Regions from separate parts of the Anser cygnoides genome. Here region 1 is linked to region 2. The links are chromatin contacts, called in public Hi-C maps. All regions are on one chromosome and are shown on one strand. The core of a region is the stretch at or near the end of the contact, and the rest is flanking DNA. Distances in the headings are between cores, read along the strand shown.

Region 1 (6,728 bases), core at 2,513-5,012, 58 kb after region 2:
TACATGGCGCTGCGGATGGAGAAAGGGAAAACCTCAGAGAAATGCTCCCAAAAGGAGGGGTTGCCATGCCACGTGGGTCCTAGGGGCTGTGCTGGGACCACCTGCCGAGCAGAAAACCAGCTGCCAACAGTGCTTTCATGCTAAGATCTGTGGTGGGCTGTGGGTGGAAACATTTGGGAGCCACCACCTCCAAGCCCACAGGGACCCCAGACATCTCCTGCCCAGCAGGGACCAGCCGCCCCCAGCTCCGTGTGCCGGGCGCATCCATGGCAGGGCTCAGCGGTGCCGCCGGGGGCTTTTGGGGACGTCTCCCCCGGGTGCTGCACCATGGCCTCAGCACCTCCCCAGCCCGGCCGGAGATGCCGCGGGTTCTTTTGGGCCTTTTCACCTTCTCAGCTCCTGACTCCGTTCTCAGCCATCGCTACCTTCTCATCTCTGGCAGACAAAGAGAGGATCGCTGAGTTAGCTGTGTCACCAGGGAGAGCTTAAATACTGTGATTAAAAAATTCCTGTCCTCTCGCATAGCCTGCTCAGACGTGCAGGAAGAAACCCTGGCAATTAGACTCCCTGTGCACTGACAGCAGGACAGCAGAGCAGAAGTTCTTTTTTTCTTTTCTTTTCTTTCCTTTTTTTTTTTTTTTTTTTCCCTGGCTGTATGCATCTGTGATTTTAGAGCAGCTGGAAAAAAGGGCCTGTTTGATTTTCTTCATCATGCTAACCTTGGTTTGACGTCCTGATTGCCAAAGCATGATAAATGGAGCAGATTACCTAGAGATTCCCAAATATTTGCTTTTGAATTTATTTATTTATTTATTTATTTTTCCTGAGCCTCATTAAGGCATTAGAGCTTGCAGATTTTATCTATACTTTCTTCTTAGAGCAGAACAGTATTGACATATATTAATAGCCATTTTTTTTTTCATTTGAAATTAAAACCAGATAGATACTTCTCATGCTTTGCTTTCAAATCTTATTTTTAAAAATATTGATCAAGTGTATTTTGTTTTTCTTTTCTCCCAGCCCCGCTGTAAAGGGAAGTCACTAATGAAATGCTTTCAATCCTGGATTTTTGTGCATCACTGGGTGCAGTTTTGTAGATTTAGGGACAGGTTGTAGAAGGATATAATATAAAGATAAAAGAAGAAAGTGGTTTCCAACAGTAACAGGCAAGAAAGGAGATTTAATTTATATAATAATCTATATAACCTCTGCAATCAGGTGGAACAGAGCAGCTCAGACATGATAATATAGCCTGTGATGTGCCTGGGCGCATCTCTCAGTGCTAAATGCTGTTGAAAAATTTCATCCCCCAGGACTTAAGGACAAATGGCCAGAAATATCTCCTGGCTGCGAGCCCCCAGGCACATCCTGAGCTCCCTGCTCTCTGCGAGTGTGGCCGGGGCAGTGCCTGAGGATGACATTTGGGGGACATACAAAAGCCACCCCAACGTACCTGGCGCGGGTTCTGCTGCAGCCCAAAAAAGCCAGCCGCCTTCTGGGTGTTCGCGGTGTGCGTTCTCCTCTTCCTGCACCTGCCCCTGGTCCCACAGAGGTGGTGGGGCAGCGGGAAGATGCGATGAGAAGGTCTCCTTGTGCCACTCACCTGGGGTGGGAAAGTGGTGGGACTTGGAGCACGTCGGGGCGGTGTGATGGTGCGGGAGCTCTCCTCTGGGACCCTGGGGAAGGCGCTGGAGTAAATGGCCCGAGCTTCTCTGCTGCTGTCCTGTCCCGTTGTAGGAATGAGAACTTCTTCATGCAGCAGGGTGGGGACAGAGCATCCTTCGTGTGGCACCACACCGGCCCCAGCCATGCCGAGAGCACCACAGCTGGTGCGTGGTGGAGCCCCGTGCGCCCGCCCCAGCCCCACGCCGTGCGCGTGTCCCGCGGTGCTCCTCCACCTCCTCCTCCAGGCACCGTGACCCCAGGAGCTCTGCTGGCCTGGAAAGCAGCTCCTTTGGAAGGGTTTGCTGCAGTCCTCTCCAGACCCACTCAACGAGCTCTAATAATAACCAACTCCCTTTCTATTTATAAATGAGAACAGCAGCGAGGAGCGAGGCTCAGGCGGCTGGGGCCACCACAGCCCCTGCGCTCCTGCCCCGCGCCACCGGGCATGGGAAAAGGCACTTCCCTGGGTTGTTTCCTTTGGATAAACACTTTTTTTTTTTTTTTTTTTTTTTTTTGCTTCAGCCACTGGCAAAGCAGTGAGGGTGTGGGCATGCATTTGGGAGGGTGGGATTTAAGGAAAATGACAGAAGCACCTTTGTCCCCTAGGTGTGTCCCTCTGGCTGCAAATATTGGACCCTCAGGACCACCATGGCCCCTGGCATCGCAGCAGCTGGCAGGGCTCAAAGGGGAGGCAGGAGAGCCCTCCTCATTCCCTCTGCTGGCAGGGGGGGGTCTCAGGCTCCATCTGCACCCCCCCCTCCCCATCAGGGCTGGCACTGCTGGCGAGGTCTGGGCACGTACTGAGCAAACAAAACCCCTGGGGGAGGTTTGCCGTGCGGAAGAAGTGAACATCCCTGCTGGCGGTGGCTGCTGAAGCTCTGGGGGCACCAGCCATGTCCACAGCTTCTCTGGTCCAGCACTTGGAGCTCCCCCTTCCCACCCGCAGGGCCTCGCATCCACCAAAAGGCACTGGTGGGGAGCAGAGCAGCGCAGCGCAGAGCAGCGCAGCCCGGACTGCTCGCTCCTAGGAGAGGCAGCGGTGCCACCTCCAGCGCTTCAGCTAAGGGATGCAGCGTTACCGCCGGGTTGTCCTCAGACGCAGCCCAGTCCTTGCAACCCTTTTCACCTCTCCTCCTGCCCCTGCAGCCTGTGGAGCTGAGCGCTCCCCCCGTGCTGATGCTCGCACCCACAAGGCGAGGGTATCGCTGGCATCCTGGGAGATGCTCCTGGCTGGGAAATCAGGGTAGGAGGTGGTTGTGTGCCACTCCTAAATCTCTCTCAGACAGTGCATGAATCGGTCCTTCATTGCCCTCATTTCTCATTAGTGCTGCCTCCCTAACACAGCTGCCCTGTGGCGGGTGGCACACTCCGTTAGGGTCTGGGTGACAAAGCGATCCCAAAGCGAGCAGGCTGGGGAGGTTCCCTGGGGCAGCACGCTGCAGCAGGCCACCGGAGCACATCCTGACGGTGAGGACAGGGAGAGCCGCCCCTAGGGGATCCACTCACCCTGCGTGCCCAAGCAGACGGGTCCGCAGCATGCAGCCTGCACACCTGGGCGGGCGAGCAGCCGCCGGCACTCCGCGTTCAGCGGCGCCGCACGCACACGGAGGGACATTTCTTGCCAGAAGATGGCAGAACAGCCCCTTTTTCCCGCCCCAAGTCCCAGACCTTACCCCAAATCATCTCTCTTGCCGTGCGCACGGCGCGCGTGTAACCCAGCGCCGCTCCCCAGGCTCCGTCCCCCCGCCGCCGCTGGAGCGCCTCGCCCCTGCCCGTGGGCTCGGCCACGGGGGCTCGGGGCTCCAGGGGACACGGGGCGGGCTGGGAGCGGGGCCGGGGCGGCGGGGATGAGCTCCGAAGGGGCTCGGGACGGCTCCGCAGCCCTGCACCGCCGCCGCGTCCCCGGGAGGTGGCACAGCGCGAACGGAGGTGCTGGGGGCGGCCCGGGGCCGCGGCACCCCCGGGGCGCAGCCGAGGGATTCACGGGGGCAGTTCCAGGAAAGGAAAGGAAAGGCCCGCATCTCGTTTCTCGGAAGCCCATTGTGCAAAATTCTTCTACATGGAAAAAAAAAAAAAAAAAAAGAACAAAACCTATTTTGTTTTGAGGGAAGTGAAAAACTGAGCGCATTTCGCCCCGCTGCAAGCACGCAGCTGTCCGGACATCCACTGCCGGGGGTCCCAGCAGCCTTTCCCCCGTGAGCAGAGCCTCTGCTGACCCCTGCTCCTGCTCCTCTCATCTGCTGCCCTCGTTCCCTGCTCCCACAGCCCACCTGGCATTGTGCCCCTTCGGCTTTTACCAGCCCCCGTTAATAAACCACACGGTGCAGGACCAGGGGTGTCGGGGCTGAGCGAGGACAGCGCCTGGCCTCGGAGCCTCCCACCTCTGCGTCCGCTCACTCCCAGGCCGGACCAAACATCTTTTCCCTATGCTGTGCTCGTCTTCGCTTATGGGAGCACTTTTTAGGCACCTGCAGCTGAGGAGATGCAGCTGGGAATGGCAAGGCACTGTTTTTGTCTGACCATTGGCACCGTTCCCTTTCCAGGAAAGGCAGAACAGCGGAGGTACGATCAGGAGCTCAGTCATTTGGAGACCAGAAGAAAGATTTGTTTTCAGCCAAACACTGGCTGCAGAGCTTCTGCTGCAAACATTGCATTTCTAGTAAATTATTGACCATGTTTCACTCGGATGGATGATTTTGGAAGGCATTGATAGCATTGGCACACCGTATACTGTGCCGCTTAGCCCAAGCCCAGTTTGTAACCAAAAAAGGGCGATTTCTTCCCAGAAATTCATCCTTTCCTGATTTTCCCTTCTTGTGTTTTCACGTTAAAAAGTAATGAAACACTCCGTCGACAGCAGCTTAAAGGGGTCCCAAGAGACCAGGGACATCCCTCTGCCCCTCGTTGGGTCCTCTGAGGGCAGGAGCGCAAGGACAGGGCAGGCACCGGCTGCTCCCCGGCACCTAGGCTCAGGGGTGCCCTGGCCAGAGGAGCTTTAGCAGCTCCCCTGGGTGCCTTTGCCTTGAATTATTTTGGCCAGGCACCTTTTTAGTGCCAGCTAAATGTCTAGCTTTCTCAGCACCCTTGGGGCTGCAGGTAACTTCATGTCCTGCCCTCCAGCCTCAGACCGGAGGGGTCAGAGCAGGACACCCTCATGGATGGCACAAGGGGGTGACGCGGAGCCGTTGTCCCCTGTCCTTCCCACTCGGGGTCCCCAGCTGTGTGCCCTGTAACTGCTCCAGCTCGTCTTCCAAAATCTTCCAGGAACACCCCAGCACAGCGTGCGGCTGTGCTGTGGGTGCCAGATGTCAGATTGTGGCCTCGGAGGATCACAGAGTCATAAAACCATGGAACATCCCAAGAAGAGGGGGGGGGGGGGGCACAAGGATCATTGAGTCCAGCTCCCGGCTCCACACCTACAATTAATTTACTTTCAGGTTCAATTTAGGGAGGAATTTGAGGAGCTTCTTCCTTCGGGAAGAAGCTGCAGGCCGCCCTGCTGGGTGCAACCATTCACTCGTGGGAGCCCATTTCTTGCTTTTCGGTCTCTTATGACCAGCAAATACAAATCCTGGTGTGAGATGCAGAGGGGTGAGATGGGTTCCTCAGCTAGGGGTAGCATGGCTGTGCTGCAGAATGCTGCCGAGAGTCTTCTGTCCTACCCTGAGAGGAGAAGAATGCGGTGGTTTCAAGGCCAGTTATTTTTCAGATTAAAGCATAAAAAAAAAATTAGAAAAAAAATTCTTGCTTCTTTGTGTTCTTCTTTCTGAATTCCTACTTAGCATCCTGAAAGCCCTTCAGAGGATTTGCATTTAGAACATGAAATGAATTTCTCACAATGAGGCCAAAGAAAAGCGAGGCGCGTGGGTGGAAGGAGCTGTGGCCCCTGCCAGCAGCCAGCGCCAGCAAGTGGATGTCCTCAGCCGCCTCAGGTGAGGTCAAACCCAGCAGAGCTCTGCCTCGAGTCCTCCTCATGTCCCACAGCCCTTGCTTTGAGGTTAAAAAATAGATTTAAATAAATAACCATTTAAATAAATGGATGTTGGGACTGGTAACATAGGGGCAATTTCCAACAGCCCAGTGCAGACCTTGCCTCTCAGCCCATCTGTGGACACAGGACTTACTTAAATAGCTGAAGAAACTTAAAAAAGACCCTTATAACTCCATCCTTATGGCACCATCCTCCCTTCCTGGGTGAAGAACCGAGAGGAAGGAGCTATTCCTGCATGCCCCTAGCCCATGGGAAGTCTTTGCCTTTGGCGTCTGTGCCTCCAGCTCCCACTGAAATCCATCTGACAGTCCTCACCCGATCCCGGGCTTGCCCACAGACAAAATACTTGCAGGTCTAGATGACTTCTGATAATTTCAAATAGCCAAAATTAATTTGGAAAAGCAGAAGGGCCTGCGGGAGGGACGTATCCAGTCCCCGTGACCGCAGACCCCCAGGTGCTCAGCTCCTGCCCAGCCCCATCCCCTCCTCGCCCATCCACAGACCACTGCCCCATTTCTGTGTCAGGACACGGAGAGGCACACGGGCAGACAGACACTTCCATTCTGCCTGGAACACAAGTTCGTGAACTCCTGTTATCATTAAAGCACGATTTAATTAAAACATCATGCCTTACACAATCCTCTCCCTCTCCGCTCTTTTTTTTTTAAAAAAAACGTTTCCTGCGTTTTCCAGCTGGACAAGCTATCCCTCTGCCTGCTTTGAAGTAAATATTTTGTTGGGCTTGGCTGCTGTCGCAGCCACACATAGCCTTCTGCCTGATGTTTTATCCATCTGGTGCTGCAGGGCTGCAGAGCAGCTTCAGCCTGAAGCCTCGGAAGGGCGCAGGGATGCTGCGGGGAGTTAAGGAGCACCAAGGCAAGGGAAGGACTGGCCTTCTCGGCTTTCACGTGCACGCTAATTCATGCCTTAAAAATGAAATGCTCTCAGCGGTGCTGGTTTGGACATCCTGGCACTCGCTGGGGAGTGCACCCCAGGCCGGCTGAGCCGAGGACCCGCTGCAGCCCGTTCAGGGGGCAGCCATCCAAGCCCCGTTTCCTCTTTTGTCTCCGGT
Region 2 (5,887 bases), core at 1,556-4,055:
GATTGTTCATGGAGGTATTTCTTCTGGCCTAGTGATGGATTTTTATTTTTATTTTTTTCCTTTCAGATGGATCCAGTGACTCCTCAGCCACTTCAAGCTGTTCTTCGTGTCCCGTTAACACTGCTCCTTGTGCCCCACGCCATCGTCACTGGTCCATGTGCAGCCTTCTCTCCCAGCTGCCTTGGCCTGGACCTCCGTCCCCTTGGCTAACCTGCTGTGCCAGCCTGCTCTCGTCGGCCTCCTTGGTGAACGCCGCAACGCTTTATGCTTGTAGGATAATTCCGAGTCGGTCAGTATCTCTCTGGGATTTGTATGATTGCATGGTGGTAAACAGAGTACAAAGCCTTGATTTTTCCCTTCCCAGTGACCATTCTCAGCTTCTATTACTGTTGAACACCACGTTGATAAATGGCACCATAAAAATTATAGTAATAAATTTAGTCTTTGTAAGAACTTCTGGGAAGCTTTGTTAAAAAGCAAACAAATCTTCCCTCGTGGGATATTTCAGATGCTTTTAACAGACAAATTCATTGGTCTTTTATGGGACCAGGAATATGTCTCCTACATGACTTAATGCAGAATGGAGGTGAGCGAAATGCCTAAGAATGATGAGGTGGCATTATCACTCAGCTGGTGAAAAGAATCGTGATGATCTTGAAGAGGGCTGCTGGTTTTAATAATGAAAATAGTGCTGTTGAATCCCTCCTTGTGAAGCTGAAGCAGAAGTGGCTAACGACATAAACCTAACACACAATACTGTATAAAAATGAGTGGACATACCGCTCCAGGTAACCAACTCCTCTTAACTTACAGGGACTTAAATACCTTTGGACATTCTGGGCCATGGATTCCCACACATCCACAGTGTCTGTCCTTTTAACTCCTGGATCACGAAGAAATAGCAACTGTTGTTTGAAACCAGTTCTAGGCTTGACATAACTACTGACTCCTGTGGGTGCTGACCAAGGATGAATTTGACCTGTGATACTTGCCTTTGCCAGTTTATTCCAGAATCAGCCTAGAAATATTATACTTCAGGCAGTGTTTCTTGGTTTAAAAATGACAGCAATCAGGCTGCTAAAATCCAGGAAGGCCTGTCTGCAGCTCTCCGCAAGTCCACGCTGCGGCACACGATGATTCACAGCCCCTGCCTGGGCCTGGGGAGTCATCTCTCCTTGCCCATTCTCAGACTCCGCTGGTATTTACCAGTGTAGGAAAATGAACGGCTCACCACTAAGAGCGTGTGATGGTTACCATCACTGAAATCACTGCCATGCTTAACCCATGATGCTTGCCATTGGGGTTGGAGCAAGGACTGACTTGTATACCTTTCTGAAAAGGACATTATAAAGTGGTGCTTGAGGACAGCTTCTGTTACAGGTTAGATGAAGCTGAAGCAGAAAAATGATTCTATGGAGTTCTTAATAAATGTAACCAGGAGGAGCTAGTATGGTTCTGTGAAAGCACAGTCCCCACCTTACCCCTCCTCATGGTGGCTCGCTGGCCCCGCTCTCTCTTAGGCTTGCGGGGGTATGTTCTGCTGGCAGGCCGGGCAGCTCTCCTCCATGCTTCAGCAGCCACAGCCTCGGGCAACAGATTGCTTCATGAGAAACTCTAACGCATGAAATTGTTTGAAATGAAAGTTGTGGGAACAGTGCTGATGGTAATGCAAGTTATTTACTCAGGAATGTTTATTATTTAATTAGACAGTTAAGGCCGGAGTTTGACTGTAATTCAGACCAGACCAAATGAAATGGGGTTTTGTTTTCTTTTATTTTCTCTTACCTCTTTAACAGCGCAAGAATTAACGCATGAATATGTACAAACATATGCTTATGAGAAGCAGGATTTAGCTTTCAAAGATAAGTCACTGCTGACTCACAGTGAAGGAATTGTACATGGTTAACACGAGGAACCTCAGGTTGGCATCACAAAGGCTGCTTTTGAAAGCCAGCTCTGTTCCCTTTATTAAACTACCCCATCGCCATCTGAACTCTGGCTCCAGAGCTGAGGGAAGGATTGCATCAGGAGCATGCTGCACAACAGTACGCTTGTTTTTCTCCATAAAGAGAATGTTGCGGAACAGGTCTTACGCATGGGGCTGAGCCTTGTTCCGGATGGGATCCCTTCCAAAACACCAGGACTCGTCCAAACAGGGAGGAGTGAGATGTGACAGTGACAGGCGGCCTGCAAAAAGTGAAGATAAAAAGGAAAAAAAAAATAAAGAAGTGTGTAGGGGAGACTGCACGGAACTTTTTTCAGTGTTCAGAAAAATCTGTTGGTTTTGTTACAAAGTGTTATCAGCTGAGAATGTAGTTTGTTATCTATTTATAATGTACTGTACTCTGTGTGACCGATATTAAGGATTCCTTACAATTCACATTGAGATGGGCTTGATTTTTTTTGTAAAACCTCATGCTTTTGGCTTAGTGTCAGAAACTCCTGCACCATGGCTTCTGATTAACCCCTAACCCACAGAAGCCTTCAAAGAGTGAAGGAGCGTGAACTCGGCGGCTGCTTGTGGTCTGTCACAAGCGTCTCCTAGCCTCAAAACACGCACGAAATACCAGAAAACAAATTTTTCTGTCACACAACCCCCCCCTGCGAGGTAATGGCGGCCGGCTCTGCCCGCAGCCCTCCCTCAGCACCCCGCGGGCCCCACCAGGCGGCGCCCGCTCCCCTCAGCAGCCCATCCCGGGGCTTCCCTTAAAGGGGCACTCACCCCCTCCGCGAACCTTCCCGTACGCAAACCTCGCTGTTAGCCCGGCCCCTTTAAGGTTACCATGGCGACCGCGCTCAGGGCGAAGAGCGAGGCGCATTGACGTCACGGCGGGCGGCGGTTGGCCGGCGCGCTCCGTTTCCGTTGGGAGCCGTCGCTGAGGCCGAGGCCGGGCCGGGGCCGGGGCCGGGGGGCGCTGAGGGCCCGGCGGAGCCGCCCCGCGCAGGTGGGCGCCGGGGCCCGGCCCGGGGAGGGCTCGGCGGGAGCCGTGAGGGCATTACGAGGCCGGTGCGAGGCCTCGGGGCCCGGCCCTGCCGCCGGGAGCGGCCCCGGGCCGGCAGCGGAGCGGGGGGGAGCCCCTGCGCTGCGGGGCCGCGGGCGCTGGGGGGGGGCGGGCGCTGGGGGGGGGCGGGGTGAGGGCCCGGGGTCGTTATTTACATATTTATTCATCTATTTATCGTTATCTTAATGCCTTCGCTGGCGCGGAGGTGCCTTAATTAGCGCCGAGCTTCGTTAAGTAGCGCGCGCGCGGCTTCGTTAAGCAGGGCCGGCCCTCGTGAATTGGCGCGGATCGTCGCTAATTAGCGCCGACCCCCGGTAATTAGGGCTGACCCGCGTTAATTAGCGCCGCCCTTCGCCCTTCACAGGCGCTGGAGCTGTGCGGGGCCCTCCTTAGCTGCTTCAGGGGCCTGTCAGCTCCCCGAAGGCTCTCTCCTGACTCCATTTTTTCCCTTTCAGAAGCAGATCCTGGGATCAACGTGTTCGTGTCGTGTGTTCCTGAGCCGCTGCAGCTGTCCCCGTAGCAGGTAACTGTCTTTATCTTTCATCAAAAATGCCCTGAGAAATGGCTTCCTAATTCTTCATCTAGTGCTTTATGAAAAAACGGCCTGAGGTGAATGTATTTTATAAATGTACGTACATACGAATATATTAAAAATTGTAACTGGAAAGGAAAAAAAGCTATGCTGTTTAAGAACGCTTTCATGAAAGTGCTACAGCTGACACCGTAATTTTAAAGTCACCTGAAAACCTGGTATCATAATGGGTAGGTCTAAAGGTGTGCTCCTGATAACTTACAGCTGAAGAAACGTTTTGGGGTTTGCAGTGAAATGTTTATGAAGTGTGGAGCAATTCAACCCGGAGAGCAGCTTTTTAGGAGGAACACTTCTAATTCCATAACTTTCATTAACGAACTGCCTTGGTGCTTGGTGAACTTGCTCTGATTTGACCTTACCGTGTTCCACGTTTCACTTCCTAATGCCTCTAATGCTTGCCTCTCAGATTCCCAGCTTCCACCCACCTATCTCCTGAGCGTAATCCCCTTGACCCCGTGTCCTGCTTTCAGCTGGGACAGAGTTAATCTTCATAGTAGCAGCTACGGTGCTGTGTTTTGGAATTAGGAGGAAAGTGATGGTGATAACATGCGGCCGCTTTAGCTGGGCAGTGCTTCTACGAAGCCAAGGGTGTTTCAGCTTCCTGTGCTGCCCTGCCAGCCAGGAGGCCGGGGGTTGCAGGATGAGCTGGGAGGGGACGCAGCCAGGACAGCTGGCCCAGACTGTCCGGATGTCCCGGGCCTCGTGGCGTCATGCTCAGGGATAAAACGGGGGCAGTTGGCCGGGGGCTGCTGCTCGGGGACAGGCTGGGCACCGGTCGGCTGCTGGTGAGCAGTTGCCTTGTGCATCACTTGTTTTATTTGTTCTTATTTTCTCTTTGGTTCTCTCCCCTGTCCCAGTGGAGGGGTGGAGAGTGAGTGAAGGGCTCTGTGGTGCTTAGCTGGCTGCTGGGTTAAACCACCCCACACAGGCCACGCAACGCTGCCTCTAAGTGAGCCTCCAATCCTGCAAAATCTTAGATTTAATCAGCAGAAAGTTAAGATGGAAACCTTTCCTGACTAAGTGCTCAGAGGGCTTGGGTTGTTGAAGCTTTTCCAGCTCAAGCAGATGTTCTTCCTTTTCTGCCTGTGTCTACAGAGCATCCAGATTATTTTTATTTCTTCCCAGGTGCTAAATAAGTTCATAACTTTTTCTCTCACAGTTTAACTTTGTCATACAGATAAAGGTGGCTTTATACTCTGATATCAGGAAGATGATAATGCAGCATCATTTTCTTTCAGGCAGCACAACATGCCTGACTATTGGGCAGCAGCATCCTTGCTTCCACTAATTATTTAACCTTCTCTTTCTCTTACTTTCAGCAATGGCAGCTTCTAGCAGCAGCAGCAGTGAAGAGGAGCGTAGCCTTCGGGAATGTGAACTTTACGTCCAAAAACACAACATCCAGCAACTCCTAAAGGATTGCATTGTGCAGTTATGCACCGTGAGACCTGAACGGCCCATGGGATTCCTCAGGGAATACTTTGAAAGATTGGAGAAGGTAAAAATAAGTGCGGTGAGAGAAGGAACAACCTAAACTTACGCCATCTCAGTGTGATGTAGTGACTGAGGCTCAGATTTGGCGTGTGTTCCTGTTGGCTCTTTGGAACTTGAATTGATGCTTTTGGAGAACCAATTTTCTGAAGTGTTTTTTGTTAGCTGATCATGGTGTAAAAGCACCTCTGTCATAAAAAAGGACTTAGGGCAAGAAATAAACTGACAAGGAGACTTACCTACTTTGGATGCAGATGTAACCCCAATCTAGTATTTACTGACAAGCTATAGGATGTGAGGTCCTGTCTGTGGTCAGATATCTGTGGGGTGTGACCCCTGTCGAGGCTGGCAACAATCACTGGTTTCTTACATCAAGACAAATTGTTTACATTGATTCAGGTACAGCACAGAAGTAGTAGGCCAGTTGTAGTTACCCAAGCCTAGCTGAAATCAAATGGAAGTATTTGGTTTCCAAATTTGTAGGAGAGCAAGCCTGTTTCTGCCTTCTGCTGGGAGTTCAGTGGTACTGTCACAGCTTTGTTGGTCCTCTTGTTTTTCCTCGAGGTCTCTTTGGTGTTTTTGTTGTTGGAAGCATTCTGTGATCTTGGGAACGGAAAGCGTTCTGTCCGTTCGGTGCTCCTATCTGAAACAACGTTCATTGTATATATCGTTATCTAGCAGATAGGAGAAAAAGCTGCTATGAAAATGTGAGGTTTTTAAGGGCTCCTGCAGAGGAAAGGCTGGCCATAACCAGTGTGTTCAGGATATGGCATCAGTAAATAATGTAGCTGTGACCTTATGC

What was found. Hi-C and Micro-C count contacts between places; a contact is called where the count stands out from the background.
Region 1: a Hi-C map of liver shows a contact between it and region 2, with 2.0 times the contacts expected there. The contact joins the enhancer-like site here to the promoter of PRKAR1A in region 2. A contact is called at or near these places in 3 of 7 Hi-C or Micro-C datasets (fetal liver and liver).

Annotation. Positions count from the first base shown.
Region 1 is chr19:10,344,904-10,351,631 of Taihu_goose_T2T_genome, forward strand. No RefSeq gene overlaps it. Among named protein-coding and RNA genes, the nearest start is that of FAM20A, 26 kb to the left of the region's middle. Within about 2 kb of position 3,763, at least 1 of the 3 cell types and tissues checked has open chromatin away from gene starts, as enhancers often do. A contact at or near this core is called in liver, where this site is marked.
Region 2 is chr19:10,287,550-10,293,436 of Taihu_goose_T2T_genome, forward strand. It overlaps PRKAR1A (protein kinase cAMP-dependent type I regulatory subunit alpha), which reads left to right and starts at 2,806. Exons shown (of 12, transcript XM_048064507.2): 1 at 2,806-2,945; 2 at 3,458-3,525; 3 at 4,914-5,092. The coding sequence starts at 4,916.